Regions from separate parts of the Gossypium hirsutum genome. Here region 2 is linked to region 1. A link is a contact called in public Hi-C data. All regions are on one chromosome and are shown on one strand. The core of a region is the stretch at or near the end of the contact, and the rest is flanking DNA. Distances in the headings are between cores, read along the strand shown.

Region 1 (6,950 bases), core at 2,908-5,407:
TTGTGATTAGTAGAGATATTGTTTTTGATGAAACTGTTATGCTTCCTAACTTATCTCTTACAGACTCTTCCAATAAAGAAAATTAAAAGCAGGTAGAGCATCAGATTAATACAGAATCTACAATAGAGTCGACTCCTCAAGCCAGTACAAAAATTCAGAATAGAGTTGCTTCTTTACCATAATACTCTATCACCAAAAACAGAACTAGAAGAGAAATTAAACCTCCAAAGAAGTATGCCGAGGCTGATATAGCTGCTTATACTTTAAAAGTGGCTGAAGATATAGATGCAAACCAAGAGCCATCTAATTATTTTGAGACGGTTAGCTATGAAGACTCAGAAAAGTGAATGTTTGCTATGCAAGAGGAGATGGAATCACTCAACAAAAACAAAATATGGGATCTTATGAAACTTCCTAAAGGTAAAATGGTTGTTCGATGTAAATGAATGTTTAAAAAAAAAGGGACTCCAGGAGTTGAAGTACCCAAATATAAAGCAAGGTTTGTTGTAAAGGGTTACAGTCAAATTCCAAGAGTGGACTTCACAGATGTGTTCTCCCCAGCTGTGAAGCATAGTTCGATTCGAGCTTTGCTTGGTATTGTGGCCATGCATGATTTGGAGCTTGAATAGTTAGATGTAAAAACTGCATTTTTGCATAGAGAACTTGAAAAGGATATTTATATGCAACAACCAGAGGGTTTTACAGTCTCAAAAAAAGAGGACATGTTTGCTTGCTGAAAAAGTCCCTTTATGGTTTGAAACAGTTACTAAGATAATGGTACAAGAGGTTTGATTCCTTTATGACTTCTCATGATTTCAAAAGAAGTAGTTTTGACAGTTGTGTTTACTTTAAGAAAAACAGTGATGGTTCTTTTGTGTATCTACTCCTTTATGTTGATGACATGTTGATAGCAGCAAAAGATAAAGGAGAGATAAGAAAAGTCAAAGCCCAACTAAGTGAATAATTTGAGATGAAAGATTTGAGACCGACAAAGAAGATACTTGGTATGGAGATTCTCAGAGATAGAAAAGCAAGTAAATTGTACCTAAGTCAGAAGGGGTACATTGAGAAAGTTCTTTGCAGGTTCAATATGCAGAGTGCTAAGTTTGTTAGTACTCCTTTAGCAGCTCATTTCAGACTTTCATAGGTTTTATCTCCACAATCAAGTGATAAGATTGAGTACATGTTACATGTTTCATACTCTAATGCAGTGGGATCTCTCATGTATGCTATGCTTTGTTCATGTTCAGATTTATCATATGCAATCAGTGCAGTTAGCAGATACATGACGAATCTCGGTAAAGAACATTGGAAAGTAGTTTAGTGGATTTTAAGATACTTACGAGGTATTACTGATGTTTGCTTACAGTTTGGAAGAACTAGAGATGGAGTCATTGGGTATGTTGATGCTGATTTTGCTGGAGACCTTGATAGAAGAAGATCTCTCACAGGTTATGTCTTTACAATAGGAGGTTGCGCAATCAGTTGGAAAGCCACTTTGCAAACTACAGTCGTTTTGTCTACCACTGAAGCTGAGTACATGGCGATTACTAAGGCTTGTAAAGAAGTCATTCGGTTGAAGGGACTCTTTAGAGAACTTAATGAAGACCTTTAAATCAGTACAGTATTTTGTGACAGTCAAAGTGTCATCTTCCTTACAAAAGATCAAATGTTTCATGAGAAAACAAAACACATTGATGTTTGGCATCATTTTGTTCGTGATATTATTGCTCATGGTGATATTGTTGTGAGCAAAATTACTACTCATGAAAATCCTAAAGATATGATTACTAAGTCACTTCCAATAACCAAGTTTGAGCATTGCTTAGACTTGTTTGGTGTTCATTGTTGAAGTTAAACCCTTAAGGGGTTTTATGGAAGAGGTGAAGAACTTGTTCATTGAGAATTCATGTTAAGGTGAAAATTGTTACAGTTGTATGACCCAAAATTTAAGAGATTGCTTGCAAGTCAAGTTAAACAAAATATATTTTCTTTCTAGAAGATTTAGTATTTATGAGTATAATATATTTAGCATTTATGAGCATAATATATTTGACTTTGATTAGAATTAGGTTTTTTCAACCTATAAATAGATGTAGTCGAAACTCCTCTTGTAATCATTCAAATTTGACATAGTGAATTTTCTTCTCCTCTGCCCGTGGTTTTTTTCCCGAAAGAGTTTCCACGTAAAAATCTGTGTGTTCTTTTTTTTCTCTTTTATTTGCAATATATTATCATTATTGGCGTTCTATTTTTACAGTAGTTTTTTTTTACTTAATTGTGAGTATTTATTTAAATATATTTTATTTATTAATAAAAGTTTTGTACAATTTTTTCTACATTATAAGAAATTTATAATTCAAAAAAGTAACAAATGTTCCATATCTTTAATCATTTATTTGTAAATTTGATACATTATATGAAAATTTATATCATGACCAATATAAATTAAAACAATTTTTTTAAAAAATTTAAATAAGTAATAATTGATTAAAAATATCCACCAAAGTGGTAAGAATACACATAACTTAAAATTTTAAACATCTTTCTTTTTCAAATTCATATATATATATATATATCCTTCATATTCATTTTGTTAAGAATTTTGGTTTACAAAACAATTTTGTGACATAACAGAAAATATATTTTTTCTAATATTGAGCAGTTGTGTTATTTTAGCAATAAGCTTTTCACCAAATTTGTACATGTGTTTTGGAATAGGCAGTAAAGAATGTTCCGAGCTTTCAACCAACACAAAGAATGTTCCGAGCTTTCAATCAACACAACCTTTTCCACTATTCTCAAACCTTAATTTGCTCAAAGTATAGGCTTTAATTCACGAACCAGACAACACGAACCGGACAACACTTATAAAAAATTATTGATACTCGGTGAGAATATCAATATGTCTTAAAGCCTAAAAATAGAAAGATGAACTCTCTCAAAATTTAAAGTTTATTTAGAATAATATTTCTCACTGAATTTTGACAGAATATCGGCACTTTATGCGATGGTGTTTTTGACCTAGCCAATAGTATCTATTTATAGAGAAAATTACTAGTTTTAGTTTAACAAAAAGAATTCAAATAATAATATTTTAATAAAAAAATACATAGTCCTACTAAGACTAGGGGAGGTAGGGGACACACCCTTATTTGGAACTAGGGTTGTCGCTCATCTGTATTAGGCCTTATTAGACTTTTTTATATATTAAGTACAATTATATGGGTTATTTGGTCTTTTAAATCAACTTATATAATTTAAGCATCTCAATAAAAAAAATTTATTCCTAAACTATTATTCATTTAATTAATTAAAATAATTTTCTCAACTCAATTTTAATTTCATTAAAATCATGATAACTTTATTATACTAGAACTTATAAGTAAATATATTTAATTAACTTGTTTAATAAAATTGCGATGATTAATTAATTTAATTTCAACTTTGAGCTTCAATTATTTAATTTCAATCAATTAAATAATAATTTAAAAAAATTAATTTAATATCTAAGTCATCTCTTAATTATAGTGCGAAAGCGCATCCACTGCGGAATGTGGTACATGCAGTCTATTTATCTAATTTTTCATTTTCATTTATTCATCTCATCTATTCAAATACAAACCATCAATGTTATACCAAGCTAATAGATGAATTGATTGAACATCTATAATTAGGACTCAAAATAACTTGTAATTAAGTTTCAAATCTTCTTCTATTAATTACAATTTTATTTAGTTATAGAGTCATTGTATTAAAGTACTATGACTGAACTCTTCTTATTGTATATCATTATGAAAGTCACTCATTAAGTGTTCATCTAATTATTTTATCATATGTATTACCCTCATAGAATACCTTTAATTTTTTTAGATTAAATTCATTTACCAAATACAATCATATTTTATCTAATGATGACTATTATATATTCTTTTATACAAAAATCAATTATTAACTCATAATAATTAAAATATCCGTCTTAAACAAAAAAAACTTATTAACACGTTACTTTTCCATCAATGTAATATAGTATGTATATATATTATGATTAGACAAATAATGTACAAAAATAAGATGCTCGAAGACAAACTTGATTGTAAAAGTATGATCTAGACGTGCAAGAGTTGTCTACTACTACTACACCTTTGAATGCGAAACTTTGACAGTTGACCCCAATCCCTATGTTGCGCACCATCTGATCACGTATGCACCTCTTGTTAAGGGCGAGTATTCCATCAAATTGATTCAAGTGAAATAATTTAAGTTAATTAAGTTAATAAATTTTATTTTATTATTTTAATTCAATTTGAATTTTTCTAAATTAAGTAGGGTGAGATGAAATTCAAGTTAAGTTGAGTAGTGAAATTATTTAAGTTAAAAATTAAACATGTCAAATTAATTTTGTTACAGTATAATTGATTCTATATTAGAGTATATAAATTTAAAACAAAATATATTTGAAAATTTTTTAAAACAAAATAATAATAATAAAAATTTTGGTACGATAAACTTGAATAATTAATTAACTTATTTAAGTATTCAAAATTATTATTTTAGAAAATTTTTAAATTTGAATTTTTTTTTGCATATTCTTTAGAATTTTTTATAATTTTTATAATTTTAAAAAATATAAAATTTTAAAATTTTATAAATATTTTTAATTTTTGAAAATTATTTTGAATTTATTTTTGTAATTTTTGTTGAGAGTGACCAGTTTGTTTATTTTCAAAATTGACAGGAACTAATGAGTATTTACACCAATTTATTATTTGAATTATTTGAGTTATCTAAATTGAAAAATTCAACACTACTCAAATTTAAAACTTAAATTACTTATTTGAATTAACTCAAATAATTCAATACAATTAACTCAAAATTTAATTTTTTTTAAAATTAAATCAAATTTTAATTACCCTGCCTCTTAGAACTATTTTACCAAATAAAGCATCATCTATAGCAACCTCAAAGACCACAAAATAAGATGGTCACCAATTCCAAACATGTGATGGTACTTATTCAATGAGCAGGACATGGCAGAATAATCAAAACGGGAATGTGGAATTTTCTTCCCACCACAACATCCGTCCAAATACTACCTATCAAGCTTCATAGATTCCATTCGTGCGTTGCCGTCTTAACTAAAGGGTATCTGAATACATACGGATATTCAACTACATTCTAACCGTGTACACTTGGGAATTTGTCCTTTACATCACATTATTACATTCTAAGAAAATTCAACTACAACGATTGACTATAATGTCTCTATGACAATAATTTATACGACCATTGAATGAAATCATTGATTAATTGAAGAAATGAAAGGAGCATCATTTGCTCAAATAATGTCACCCCATATAACGACAAATTGCAGCAAATCATTTTATGCAAGAACAGATGCTATATATATAAATATATATTATCTGGTAAACAATGGTCTGAGGTGCTTATCACGTCCACCTTCATGGATTTTTTTTTTCTTTTCTGATGCTAAATTATTATGGTCACTTTCGTGGCTGTCAAAAGAAATGGCGCAAGAACTTCTAGATGGGATTCACTACTACAGTTTAAAGCACAAAAACTATTTGTCTGCCAAATGAGTCCACAAATAAAGTGAAAGTGAAATGTTCAAAGCAGAAGAACGACAAAAATGACATAGTCGAAGAATAATTTTGAATGTTGTTCTTGGGATTTTTTTTAAGATTTAAACTTTGATAAGTAATAAATTGAATAACTAATTCAATAATTAATTAATTTTAAGATTAAGTTATTATTTAGGGTCTAAATATGATAATTATTCTCGTATTAGGATTTGAACTTATTAATTGTTTCCACATTGGACATTAACTAGGCAATTATTCCTATATTAAGGCTCCGTTTATTTTACTTAAAATAGCTTCAGATTTTTTTTTACATTTTTCTGTATTTGTTTAATGAAAATTTTTTATTTTTCCTATAGGATGAGTTATCTTTTTAAAAAGCACAAATCATTTTCTAAAAAATAGTTTTTATGGGTGATTTTATTTTTAATATAAAAATTAACTTAAGCTTAATATTATTATATTAAAAATGATTTTTTTATTTTTAAAAGTATTTAATATTAATAAAATGTAAATATAAAATATTATATTTTTTAATATTATTAAACATGCATATTTAATTATTTATATCTAATCATATAATGAATTATTAATATAATTTATTATTTTAATAATAAATTTTAAAAATAATAATTTAAATAATATTATTTATGTATTATTGAAAAATAATTAATATTAATATTTTAATAATAAATAGTTATAACAATTATAAATATATTAATAATAAACGTATTGTAGTATAATGGTTAAAATATATCATAAGTCTATGTACTATTCACAAATTTGTAATTTAGTTATGTATTATTGAAAAATAATTAATATTAATATTTTAATAATAAATAGTTATAACAATTATAAATATATTAATAATAAACGTATTGTAGTATAATGGTTAAAATATATCATAAGTCTATGTACTATTCACAAATTTGTAATTTAGTCCCTGTACTTTTATTTTCAAAAATTTAGTCCTACTTTTCAAATTTTAAAATCAAGTCCAATTGTTAACGTTGTTAAAATTTTTTGTCAATTTTGTTAATGAAACATTTTTTAAAATAAATAAAGTTACTTGGTATTCATGTAACTTAAAAAAGAGGTTATAATGAACATGAATTTAACAAATTATTTTTAATAATGCTAACAGCTAAGCCTAAATTTTGATATCTAAAAAGTAGGACTAACCCAAATATAAAAGTATATGGACTAAATTTCAAATTTATGAAAAGTAAAAGGACTTATGACATATTTTAACCTAGTATAAAAATATGAATATTTTAATTATATAAATATGATCATTTGTTTAAATAATGCTTAGCTTCATTTATCCCTTACAATTCTAATGTGTCAATA
Region 2 (6,950 bases), core at 354-2,853, 910 kb after region 1:
TGTAATATTTAAATTTTAATAGTTTATATTATTATAATATAAATTAAGAAAAAATTAATATTTAAAATAAACTTAAATTAAATCCTACCACTTATTAAAATAATAAAAAAAACATTAGAAATTTAAAAAGAACTTATGATCTCTAGTGGCAGCTTTCATTAATCGACTACTATAATTAAATTAGGGTAAACTTCCAAAATAGTCACTTTTGTTTTTCTTAGGTTACATTTTAGTCACTTATGTTTGAAATGTTACGTTTTAGTCACTGACGTTAACGTGTTGTAACATATTAGTCACTAAGCCGTAAATTTTCTTTAACAGTGTAACAATAAGCTGATGTGGCACGCTAAATCATCATTTTAAACAAAAATTTTAGGTTAAATTATACAATTAGTCACCATATTTTTTCGTTTTGAGCATTTTTTTTCTTTTATGTTCTTTCAACTTTCTCTTTTTTTCTTCATTTTCCTTTCTTTTATGCTTCTCCCTCTATTTCCCTCCCTTTTTCATCTCTTTTAACGTAAAAGAAGAAAATTAAATTGCTCAAAACGAAAATAAAATATAGGGACTAATTGTATAATTTAACTTAAAATTTTTGTTTGAAATGATGATTTAACATGCCATGTCAGCTTACCGTTACATTATTAATGACAATTAATAGCTCAGTGCCTAAAATGTTATAACACGTTAACATAAGTGACTAAAACGTAACATTTCAAATATAAGTGACTAAAATATAACCTGAAGGAAACAAAAGTGACTGTTTAGTAGTTTACTCCATAATTTATACAAGTCATTGAGAAGATGCACAATAATTAATTTACATATGTATCATATTATATATTTACCATAATTAGTTAATATATATCACAAATAGTTAATAGTTAATACATTTATCATAATTAATGTAAATTCACTATAATTAGTTATTATATTTATTGTAATTAATTTTCATAATATAAATTCACCATAATTAGTTAATATATAATTATCATAATTAATTAATATAGGCTAATAATATCTTGGTATTATTAGTAAAAGTTGGTATCATGTGTAACTGTCATATGTGAATTTTAGTTTGATAAGTCACTAAATTATTTACTTCTTTGTAAGTTTGAACTTTATATTAGCTTGGTTCTATTCTATAATTATTCCTACATGTATTTCTAATTGTACTATAATTATATTGTTTTTTTTGAACTTAAAAAAACTATTTTTCAAATAAATAAGTTAATATATATTAGATAATTATTTAATATACCGCTTACCGGTTTTTTTACTCCATAAATAAATTAAGGAGGTAAACAATGTTATATTTATTTATATATTTAAATCATTTAGTACATTGATTGTGTACTTTTTTATAATAACGTAAATAAAATAAAAAAACTGTAATATATCTCATTTTATTTATTTAATATTTTATTATACCTTATAAAATACTTATATTTTTTCATTTATTTATCGAGTTTAAAATATTGTATCAAATATTTTTTTCTATTTTTTCTATTTTTATCATATAAAATACTTTGTCATATTTGTAACAAACAGTGCAGAAACAATTTTCCATTTAAATTAAAATGAAAAAGAAAAAAAACACCAACCCATATTATGCTCTTCGAAAAAAACAAAAACCTCACCAACCATTTCACCCCCTTATAAAAAAAGCCAAAGTTGGTGCTCAGCACATAAACCTAAGTCCAGTTCGAAACCGTCTCTCACACCAGCTTTCGTCTTTCAGCAATGGCCGCCACCACTACAACCACTTCCTTTAAAGCCGCACTCCTTTCTACACCGTCGATATCTTCATCGACCAAATCAACCGTCCTCAAAACACGCTTTACATCATCATCGTCCTCACGTTATTCGCCGATTCCAAAATCACTGATAGCTCATCATGTCTCTACAAGGACCAACGCCATCGTCGCCAAGATGGGGACAGTCCCTTCGGCAGTGTCTGAGACGACATCGCTTGACTTCCATACCTCCGTTTTCCAGAAAGAAAAGATCTCTCTTGCTGATCACGAAGAGGTTAACTGACCCCCTAATTAAGTCATTTCATTTCTTTTTCTTCTTCTTTTGCATTTGCTTTTCAGTTCCGTTTGCTGATTATTTTCATATATATTGATGGATTTGGGTATTTGGCAGTACATTGTGAGAGGAGGACGGCATTTGTTCCCTTTATTGGATGATGCTTTTAAGGGAATCAAACAGATTGGTGTTATTGGTTGGGGTTCTCAGGTTATTAATTTACAACATTTCTCCTTTTCTTTTTCCCTGTAAATAAAAGCAAAAGGGAAACCTTTTTCCCCACCATTTCATAATTATGAAGATCAAAAGCATGCTTTTCAGTTTTCATTGACCACGAAAGTCTTTCAGGTTTTTATTTTGCAAATGTTCATTAATCGTATATCCGAATATTACATTCCCTTAACTAAAACGTGGTTTAAAATATGGTTTTAGGGGCCAGCTCAAGCACAGAATCTGAGGGATTCTCTTGTAGAGGCAAAATCTGATATTGTTGTGAAGGCAAGCTCGAATTCTCACTGCATTTTATTTTGCATTCATTGATTTGACTAAATGTACTGTTACTTGATGATGATTACAGATTGGGTTGAGGAAAGGCTCTCGCTCCTTTGCTGAAGCCCGTGCTGCAGGATTTACTGAAGAGAACGGAACTCTGGGGGACATATGGGAAACTGTTGCTGGAAGTGATCTCGTGTTATTGTTGATCTCTGATTCTGCACAGGTTGCTAAGCTGCTCTCATGTTTTCTATTTCTGCGTTTTAAATATTGGCTATTGGTTATGGTTAGCATTGGCTAATTGTATAAGCTGCATGCCCATAGCAGACATCTTTCTGATGCCAATATATGACTCACATGAAAAATTTTTCCAAGTCTGTTAGACTGATTTGTGACAACTTGTAAATGCTTAAGACTTACATGCACTATGATTCATAGGCTCTCTGCACTTTTTGGTTTGTTCTTATGAAGCTTTATTTTCTGAATTATGTTATCTAGGCGGATAATTATGAAAAGGTCTTCTCCCACATGAAGCCAAATAGCATCCTTGGGCTTTCCCATGGATTTCTTCTTGGCCATTTACAATCGTTGGGGCTTGATTTTCCTAAGAACATCAGTGTAATTGCTGTCTGCCCGAAGGGAATGGGACCTTCTGTGAGGAGACTTTATGTTCAGGGAAAAGAGATAAATGGCGCTGGAATTAATGCTAGTTTTGCTGTCCATCAGGTTGATTATCTCTTGATCATATATTCAACTTAGTCTAAATGAATGTCAAAACTAAACCTTTTCAAAAAAGCATGCTTAAATGACAATGTCTAATTTGGAGCAGGATGTTGATGGTAGAGCTACAGATGTGGCCTTGGGATGGTCGGTTGCCCTTGGTTCTCCTTTTACATTCGCCACCACATTAGAGCAGGAATACAAAAGTGACATTTTTGGGGAGAGAGGTGAGCTGAGTTGTTTGTGTTATTTTGTCAACCGTGCTTATTTTTCATCTTTTGTTTAAAAAAAATTAATGCCTAAAGCGTGTTGTTGTTTCTTCTTTCTGCAGGCATCTTGCTAGGTGCTGTTCATGGGGTTGTTGAATGCTTGTTTAGAAGGTATGTGGAGGATGGAATGAGTGAAGAATTGGCTTACAAAAACACCGTTGAGTGCATAACAGGAATTGTGTCAAAGACCATTTCAACAAAGGTGATCCATGTTGCTTGCTATGCTCTCTCCTCTCTTTGGAATTCTTACTTACAGATCCCTGTTGTGGCCAATTTCTGTGTTTGTTTCCATAGGGTATGCTAGCTGTATACAACTCATTGTCCGAGGAAGGCAAAAAGCGATTTGAGGTCGCTTACAGTGCCTCATATTATCCTTGCATGGAAATCCTATATGAGTGTTACGAAGATGTTGCAAGTGGAAGCGAGATTCGCAGTGTTGTTTTGGCTGGGCGTCGGTTTTATGTATGTTTATGACACTGTGTTTTTGTCAGTTTGCTTGTTATACATCCTTATTCCATGAAACTTTCATTGCTTAAAGTCGGTTCTCAGTTAAGAAAAATCTTGCTTGATGGCTGACTAAGAATTGTTTACAGGAAAAGGAGGGCCTACCTGCCTTCCCTATGGGTAAAATTGATCAGACACGGATGTGGAAAGTTGGTGAGCGTGTCCGAGCAACTAGAGCGAAAGATGATTTAGGTCCACTGTGCCCTTTCACTTCTGGGGTTTTTGTGGCGCTAATGATGGCACAGGTAATCAAATTCATTTTAAATTTTGGACAATGATAATTAAATGTACTACTGGGCTCTGTGGCAAATTAAATCACTTGAAGAATTTTGCTTTGTTTTCCTACTCTTCATATTGTTTGTAACGTTTAAAATCAGATCGAGGTCTTGAGAAAGAAGGGCCACTCGTACTCAGAAATCATCAATGAGAGTTTGATTGAAGCTGTTGATTCCTTGAACCCCTTCATGCATGCTCGAGGAGTTTCTTTCATGGTTGATAACTGTTCCACAACCGCACGATTGGGATCAAGAAAATGGGCTCCACGTTTTGATTACAACCTTACTCAACAAGCATTCGTAGCAGTGGATTCAGGTGCTCCCATCAACCAGGACCTGATAAGCAACTTCTTATCTGATCCTGTTCATGAATCTATCGAAGTCTGTGCAAAGCTAAGACCTACTGTTGATATATCAGTGCCCCCAGATGCAGATTTTGTTCGTCCTGAATTGCGCCAATATAGTTAAGAGTGGAAGAGTGAATATTTTCTCATGGACGAGGCTGTTTTGCAGTAAAATCTTAATTTAGTTTTGCTACAAGTGAAGAGGAGGATAAGTTTTTATGGCTGTCTTAGTTTGTGTTTGGTTTAAGAGGAGGATAAGTTTCTATGACTGTTAGTTTATGTAAGGCGAACTTCTTAAAGATTCATGAGTTGCTTATCTGCAAATGGTATGCTTGGCCTAGCCTGTTCAGTATTTGATTAATTTTATGAATTTGGTGGCTCAGTAAAACTTAATGCCAAAATGCGGTATCGGCAACCTTTGTGCATAGGTTTAGCGATACACTGAATAAAAGAAAATCATGCTTGTTTGATACGGTGGCGACCTTGACAGATTGAGAGAGTAGGAAAAGAAGAGAAGAATAGCAAAAATTTCATTCCATAACAGGCCTAAACGATTCCCTACTGCATACAATGTTTTTAGGTTCAGAGAATCGTAGCCGTCGATAATAAAACGCAGCAGATTACTAACCTTCAAAAGCAGCGTATATAAAACTTGTTAAATCCACCGGTTTGACTAAAGCTTAAAACATAAAACGCAGCATATATCCAACGTTAATAACAGAATTATATACAATCCATGACAATTACTTCCGGGGTCAAACAAATCCTTGTCCTCAAGGATCAAATGAGTTGGCCAAGCAAGGACATTCTCTACCTTTGATTAGTTCATAGATACAGTACCATGAGAGATGACATAGCCTAGGTATTCAATCTTGGAGGAAGCAAACTAACACTTGCTAAGCTTAGCAAACAAATGATGACTTCTCAAAAGCTAAAACACTTCCTTAAGTTGTAACAGATGGTCTGACCAGGATTGAGAATACACTAAGATTTCATCAAAGAAAATCAGCACAAGCTTTCTTAAAAGTGGCCTGAATACTGAATTCATCAGTGCCTGGTAACTGGATGGAGCATTTGTGAGTCCAAAGGCATGACTAGGAACTCATAATGCCCCTCATGAGTCTTGAATGTTGTCCTGTGAATGTCTGACTCACTCATTTTGATATGGGGATACCTTGATCTATTATCCAACTTGGAGAAATATATTATCTGGCCTAACTTATCCAATAGTTCCTCAATCATAGGAATTGGGAACTTGTCATTGATGGTTAGTTGATTCAATTGCCTATAGTCCATACATAACCTCCAGTTGCCATCTTTTTTCTTTACCATCACTATAAGAGAAGCAAATGCACTATTACTGTCTCTAATGATTCCAACTTGCAACATCTCTTGAATAAGCTTCTCCATCTTAATTTTTTGCATGGTATGATACTTGTAGGCACTGTATTCTCATCTTTCAGCATATTTTGTGGCCTTAGAAGAAGGCTAGTAGGGGGTTTGAAAAACATCTTCATACTCTTCCAACAGTGCTTGCAATTCTGCTGGCAGAGAAGCCATAGTCATTTGCAAAGAAGATTGGTCAGGAGTGATCATCATCATTATACAATGGCCCATGGGATGACCAAGCATAGAGAAACTTTTAGAAGAGTGAACCTTGTCTAACAAATGTATAGAACCTAACATAATACCCTACAGATTTATAACACCCTAAGCTCGACCCAATCACCAGGTCTGGATACTGGATGATACAAAAACTCTAATAACTTAATAATATTTCTGAATCGAATCTTATTACATTCTCAAACGTTTAGTTTACACATTAGACTATATTATCATACACATCTTCCAAAAGTTACTACCTTACGATCTTATTTAAAATTTTGAATGTAAACCCTTAAAATTTCATGACTTTGACTATACCCCCGAGGTGTGGCCTCTAAGGGGAGCCCATTTATACCTTGAGTGACATCCATGCCCTTCACAAGATTGGCAGTGCCTGGCTTGGTCCCTTCAGTCGATTTCTGAGTCAAACCCTTTATCCTACAAACATGTAGAATTTCGCAAGTTCAAATGAACTTAGTCAGATTCTGTGAAACAATGTAATAGAAATATCTTAAAGGGTTCAAGAAATAAAATTTAAAGCAGAGACGTCAACTCCTTAATTATCCTCTACCTATTACAGTTTACACTAGCGTAATCATTGTCTAGCCCTCTTGTTCTCAGCTCAACCCTGGCGGACTTATTCGCTATCTCAAGCATAAGCTTGTTCTGTACGGTAGCAACTCTTTATGTTACTGGTTTGATTCCACCTC

Evidence for each region. A called contact is a pair of places that touch in the nucleus more often than the background predicts.
Region 2: a contact with region 1 is called in a Hi-C map of leaf, with 4 times the contacts expected there. The contact joins the promoter of LOC107962318 here to the enhancer-like site in region 1. A contact is called at or near these places in 4 of 34 Hi-C or Micro-C datasets (leaf and petal).

What each region holds. Positions count from the first base shown.
Region 1 is chrA06:98,276,119-98,283,068 of Gossypium_hirsutum_v2.1, forward strand. No RefSeq gene overlaps it. Among protein-coding and RNA genes, the nearest start is that of LOC107962141, 10 kb to the right of the region's middle. Within about 2 kb of position 4,158, at least 2 of the 9 cell types and tissues checked have an H3K27ac peak or open chromatin away from gene starts, as enhancers often do. A contact at or near this core is called in leaf, where this site is marked.
Region 2 is chrA06:99,190,840-99,197,789 of Gossypium_hirsutum_v2.1, forward strand. It overlaps LOC107962318 (ketol-acid reductoisomerase, chloroplastic), which reads left to right and starts at 1,604. Exons shown (of 10, transcript XM_016898658.2): 1 at 1,604-2,031; 2 at 2,149-2,241; 3 at 2,464-2,529; 4 at 2,609-2,749; 5 at 3,022-3,249; 6 at 3,353-3,470; 7 at 3,575-3,714; 8 at 3,807-3,974; 9 at 4,106-4,261; 10 at 4,394-4,987. The coding sequence starts at 1,744. The coding sequence ends at 4,759.